Linked DNA regions of Arachis hypogaea: region 2 is linked to region 1. A link is a contact called in public Hi-C data. All regions are on one chromosome and are shown on one strand. The core of a region is the stretch at or near the end of the contact, and the rest is flanking DNA. Distances in the headings are between cores, read along the strand shown.

Region 1 (3,053 bases), core at 324-2,823:
GTTTTTTTCTGCTTAAAATGAAAACAACAAACTGCCAATGTTGCCATAAATGGAATCAAATCTTTAGTTCTTTGGGCCAATATCCTTCAGGGCACAAATCTGCTCCTCACCCATAGCAGACATGACAGAGACAACAAGGTCCTTACCCTCAGCAAACCCATCCTTAATCTGCATCAACCAATCACTGATGCACATAAATACACCATTTATAGGAACATAACACATCCATACACGAATTGCATTAAATTGTACAAACCTGAGACAGGAGAGAATCATCAGTAGGGAGCCTGAGATCATCCTTGGTGTTTCCATTTTCAGTGAGCAGACTCACCTACAATACAACCATTTAAGACGAAGAAAATGCAAGCACACATTAAGAATACAACCACAATAATAATGACAGTAAAAAGGAATATGCATTAGAATGTAAATGCCTTAATATTACACTAATGCAGTAAGTTTTCATAGAAGAAATAAAATCTCTGCAGTTTCCAGTGCATTGAAAATTTATAAATTTAATTTTACCACTTCAGTAACCCTAATCAGTAGATTCAAGTTAACAAAACCATAATAATAGTAATAAGTAATAATAACAATATGAGTAAATCAATTAATCAAATGGAATTCTTGGAAACTTACAAATCCATCCTCAGAGATATCAATGAGCTGGTAGTCAGTACGATTCACATGGGGAACCTGACAAGAAGAAATAGTAATTACCGAATGTTATTATGATGTGCAACTTCATGGAGCACACACAATAAATTACACCTCAAAAAGTGGCAAGGAAAGAAAGAAAGAAAACGATGAGGAGCACACATACATCACAGTTGTGAGAAGAGGGAACGATATCTTCGAGCTTCTTGGCAGTGAAGATATCAATTCCAACAAAGTGGCACTTAGCGTGACCGTGCTTTCCAGTCTTTGAAGTCGAAACTTCAACAACCTGCCCACAGATAAAAAAAAGCCCATCGATAACACAGCACACAAATTGAATTCAATAGATAACAACACTATAATTAATTAAGCAATTAATCATGGATGCAAATAACAAATCAAGCACGCAAGCAAGTACAATAAGTCACCATCAACAGATTAGATCAGCAAACCCTAGAAAAACAAAGCACACAGACTAGATCTAGAAAGAAGAACCATACTATAAATCAATTCAATTAATCAGTGAATTAATCATTTGACAAAGGGAAATGAAGAAACTGAAGGGAGAACCTTGCAGGGACGGCCCTTGATGACGATGTAACCGTTCTTGCGGATGGTACCGGCTTGCTGAGGGTAAGTCTTGGAGGCTCCGGCGTCGGCCTTCGACTCGAAATGGTGCTCCTCGTCCGACATATCCAACGGTGATTTCACTGAATTTGGAGTGAGTCAGAGAGAAATGAGAAGAAGGAGAAGAGGGAGAGAGAGTAGATGTATCTTTCTTTCTGCTTTTGTTCGTTTATATTCACTGCAATCGCCACGGAATCTAGGGTTTCACATTTTCAATTGCAGATCTTAGTATGCCAATCACCACCGTTGGATTCAGTCTACCAGTGTCCGTTGGATCATAAATATCAGCAGCTAGCTGCGTCCCTTCTACGCTGATTCTTATGGGCTCAGGCCCAATTGAAACAGACGCTCTCTTCAATTCGAGACCATGCATAACCATGATTGCGCTTTAGCCGAAAACGAAGAAAACGGAAAAAGAAGCCCAAAAACTAATTAAACTTTTGCTTTGTAACCCAAAAACAACGTGAAACTGAAACGTAACACAAGATGATATTCAAAGTCAAGACCCACGTCCAAAAAAAAATTCAAGATCAGAAAAAAAAAGATGATATTCAAAGTTGTTTTTTGCAAAATTAATGTTCAATTTGGTCTCTAAACTTGTATTTGAATCTTAATTTACTCTCTAAAAGTTTAATTGTCTTTATTTAGTCTCTAAACTTTGCGAACATATCTCGTACTAGTCTTTAAACCAATTTTCAACGTACGTTAATAGAACATTGTCATAGACAGCTGGAGGCTACGCTAGACTCTATAAAATGATATTGATTTAATTTTGGTATTCAAATAATTCATGTTTATTGAAATTTTACCTAACAAAATAATAAAACAATTGATACGATGTCGACTTTGGACTATTTGAATGTCAAAACCAAAACGTATCTGACTAAATATATCATACATCTATTAATGTTTTTGTACTGAAAATAGTCTTAGAAGCTAATGAAAGGCATATTTACAAAATTTTAGAATTAAATATAGACAATTAAAATTTTAGGGACTAAATTGAATATTAACTAAAAAATTAAAGTTCAAATATTATACATTTCATGTTAATTGATTTTACAGTAAAAATTCATTTGGTTAAACAAAGATCAATCAAGAAAATTTTGGTTGGTAATCTCGCATAAAAAGAAAAACTATATATTTTTCGATTGAATTTGTAACAAAGCATGTCTCAATATCTAATTTTATATCTTTATGTGAAGATATTAAAGTATTATTTTAGTTTTTAACCTCGTGATTAAAATTTATTTCTAATAATATTTAAAACATTTTATTTTTATTCCAAATGCCTTAATTTGTTAATTTTTAGTTGTCAAAATTAATTTTTTTAAATATCTTTTTATTATCTTTTTTTTTTCTCACATAACTATAACTATCACTATGATTATTATAATTCAATTTTTATCGGTGTCTAAAAGAAAATTATAATGAAAAAGGGTAATTTTGAAAAAAAAAGAATAATTAAAAAAAAATTGATGAGAGAATTAAAATAGAATTAATATATAATGCTTCAAATATTAAAAATTGAATTAGAATTTAATTCAAATATTAAAGATAAAATAGTACTTGTCCCTATTAAATTTAGTAGAAAGTTGACTTCACATGAAGTTGTTCCTGAATGGTTGATACATGTTACTATATTGTTTAAAAAAAAAACGATTTATTTTATACAAATAGTCTTTTTAAAAAAATCAGTTTAAATAGATCAAATAACTACCTTTAAAATAATTTCAATTTTTTCTCCGTGCTATTCCTAAATTCCTAAC
Region 2 (3,053 bases), core at 188-2,687, 250 kb after region 1:
TTGTTCATGGCTTATCTTGACTGATCCAAATTTTTCTTGCAATATCTTTGATGGTCTTGGTCATTAAGGCAAAAATGCAAAACAGTTACTATTCATGGCTGAAATTGCATCCATAATTCATTGGCTATAATTTATTTTATAGTTTAAATCAGTCTGAGTAGTTTGGGATGAATTTTTGTTGAATATGATGCTAGAGCATAGATTATAAAAGCTTATATATCTTAACTTAGAGTGTATAACGTGGTTGCTACATGTTGAAACTAAAATCCAGTTTCCTCTAATTAATACTTTGTTGATCTTAGCATGGAATTTTCTTTAGTTTAATTATTGCTGTGCACTGTATACTAACTACTTTGTAAACTATAGTGAGTTGAAGTGCTCCCTATCACTCTGCAAAGGTCTCTCTCGCTCTATATATGCAGAATATCCTACTTATCTATATATTTTAAACTTCTACCCTATCAGTTCTTTTCCTTATACTTAGTACCAGTCCCTTTTTTTCACTAAAATACTTCCAAGATATAGTCATACACCAATCTCTTCCTTGAGTCTGCAATGATCTGAATTATAAACTAAATAGAATCTCAATCAAGTTATTAAATATTTACCCAATGCTCCCTTTGTGCCACTTGTGAATTCCTGAAGAGAGTTATTTTGATTTTTAAACTTGGGTTATCCTTGGTTGTTACATGTCTTCGTACTGTTAGAATGCTTGAAACCATGAAAGAAATGATTTTGGAAGCATTCTAAGGATCTGGTGGAGATATTTATATTTCTTTTTGAGTTTCAGTTTTTGAGTTTAACCAAGATGTGAATCTTTTGAATTGGCAGATAAAGAAGCATTATTTTCAGGAAATTTCATGTTTACTCCTTTGAAGCTTGAGAGCCAAAGTGCAAAGGCACATCAGTGATAAAGTGATTTCTAAAGTCATGATAAATAGTGGCAAGTACATTCTGTTCTTTTATTCTTTGGTCTATAATTTATGAATTATTAGGTTGAAAGCTTGTAGCTTATCTATATGGCCTTTAGATTTTATTAATTTTGTCCTGAAACGAGATTTGAGAAACATCCGTTTCTCCTTTAATCTCAATGTGTATATTCGGGATTGAATTTTGTTTGGGGTGAAAAATTTTAAATTTTTGCAACCATGTGTTTCTGATTCAGACTGAACATTGTGGATGGGGTGTAGAGGCAGCTGAAACCATCTACAAAGACGAATTCATAATTGAGTATATTGGAGAAGGTAGCTCTCATTTCTTTTGGCTTATATTGTTAAAAATCTTTTTTATCTTTCAAGTGTGCCTTTTCACCATTAACCGAAATGTTTTCTGCATGCAGGGGTAGGATCAGAAAGTGAGCGAATGGTTTTAGGCGTGGCGTAGTGTGGATTGGAGCATCACTGGATTGAGGACAAGTGCATCCAACACGGCCCCATATGATGGTCACTCACCAATAGTGGGATGTTTATTGCTGACAACTCACTCATGCCTCATGCCTCATGCCTCATGCATAGAGGCTTTAGTTTGTCAATACTCATCACAAAGTAAATTAAAGTGTGCTGCCCAGTTTCCACTTTATTTATATTTTTGTTTCTGTATATGGTGATCATACTGTATATGGTGATCATATTGCATTGTGGATTTTTCTAATGTGGATTTTTAATTTATGTATTTGTTCTTATTACACCTAGTATTTTTTATTTATGTGTAATATACATTCTTATATATATTATAGAAATATGATTTGATTCTATTAACTTGCCAAATTTTTTTGAAAAATCTAAAGCTAAAGCTAAAGCACAAAAATATATTTATAGATATTTTACTTTTTTTTAACTACAAAATGTAATATTCTTTGTCATATTTGTTGAAATCCTAAGTTAAATATGAGTATTAATTTTTGAAATAGAATAAATATATTTTAAATTTTTTACATTTAAAAATAATATTCTATCAATGTTAGAATTATTTAGATAAATAAGTAATAGTGAATATAGAATTATTTATGATGGATATAACTAAGTATATCTTTTTATTGAAAATATGAATTTAAAAATATTATATTCAATTCTCAATAGTCAATCTCTCATTGAATCATTGTATATTCAAAATATTTTTAAAGAAACGAAATAATTTTAGGTATATAATTTTTTGTAAAAATTTAATTAATTCAAAAAATTTATTGTTGTTGATTACAAAAAAATTAAAATGACAATTTAAAATTTTTATACTCTTAAAATATTATTTATATATTTTTTTAGTATTTTTTATCATTCACTGATCATATTAATATAATTTAATTTAATAAAATTATTTATCTTCATTTGATTAAATAAAAATTCTATTTTATCTGAAAATTTTACGATTTTTCAACTTTAAGATCATCCACATTAAATCATTAACCCTTCATTCGAGAGCATGATTGAGATTAGAGAGCTTGGCTCTTGTTGTTCTTTGATTTTCGTCAATAAAACCTCATGTATTTTTGATAGGGCTGAATCACAACTCTACCATGGAAAAAGAGTTACAGAGATGAGTTTGATGTGCTGGAGACCATAAATTTTTATATATTAACAACACAATTTATTATAAAATAAAATATTTAAAATAAAATAAAACTTAAAAAAAAATACTCAAACCTTAGATGGCATAAATTTTTATACATTATCAATACAAAATTTATTCTAAAATAAAATATTTAAAAACGCAAAAAAATTTCAAGAAGATTAGTATGTATTTGTTACTTTTCTTCTTGAATGAAAAGTAAATAAATGCAGAGTATTAGTGATTATACCACAAAATTTAATTATATTATATTTTTGAAGCTAGCTAGGTGTGAAGCAATGGAAGAGTTGAATTAATAATGCAAAGCAATGAATGAAAGTGTTTGCGTTTGTAACTTCAATTAATTTGCGTCTCTAATAGGATGAGATAATGCTTATTATTGCAGTGACTGATTCCTTTGGTGGCCTTCCCATTCCATACTCTTTCTTTTTTATGATACACACAACTTTAATGCTTACCTCTTCAACAATCCATATAACTTTGCACTT

Evidence for each region. A called contact is a pair of places that touch in the nucleus more often than the background predicts.
Region 2: a contact with region 1 is called in a Hi-C map of leaf, with 4 times the contacts expected there. The contact joins the enhancer-like site here to the promoter of LOC112722537 in region 1. A contact is called at or near these places in 2 of 8 Hi-C or Micro-C datasets (leaf and an unstated tissue).

Annotation. Positions count from the first base shown.
Region 1 is chr11:125,695,163-125,698,215 of arahy.Tifrunner.gnm2.J5K5, forward strand. LOC112722537 (eukaryotic translation initiation factor 5A-2) reads right to left here and starts at 1,574. Exons shown (of 5, transcript XM_025773595.3): 1 at 1,228-1,574; 2 at 824-946; 3 at 640-696; 4 at 257-331; 5 at 1-168. The coding sequence starts at 1,350. The coding sequence ends at 64.
Region 2 is chr11:125,942,189-125,945,241 of arahy.Tifrunner.gnm2.J5K5, forward strand. It overlaps LOC112722538 (a long non-coding RNA gene), which reads left to right. Exons shown (of 8, transcript XR_011867718.1): 6 at 832-943; 7 at 1,166-1,244; 8 at 1,340-1,751. Among protein-coding and RNA genes, the nearest start is that of LOC112722538, 3.6 kb to the left of the region's middle. Within about 2 kb of position 1,438, at least 1 of the 3 cell types and tissues checked has open chromatin away from gene starts, as enhancers often do.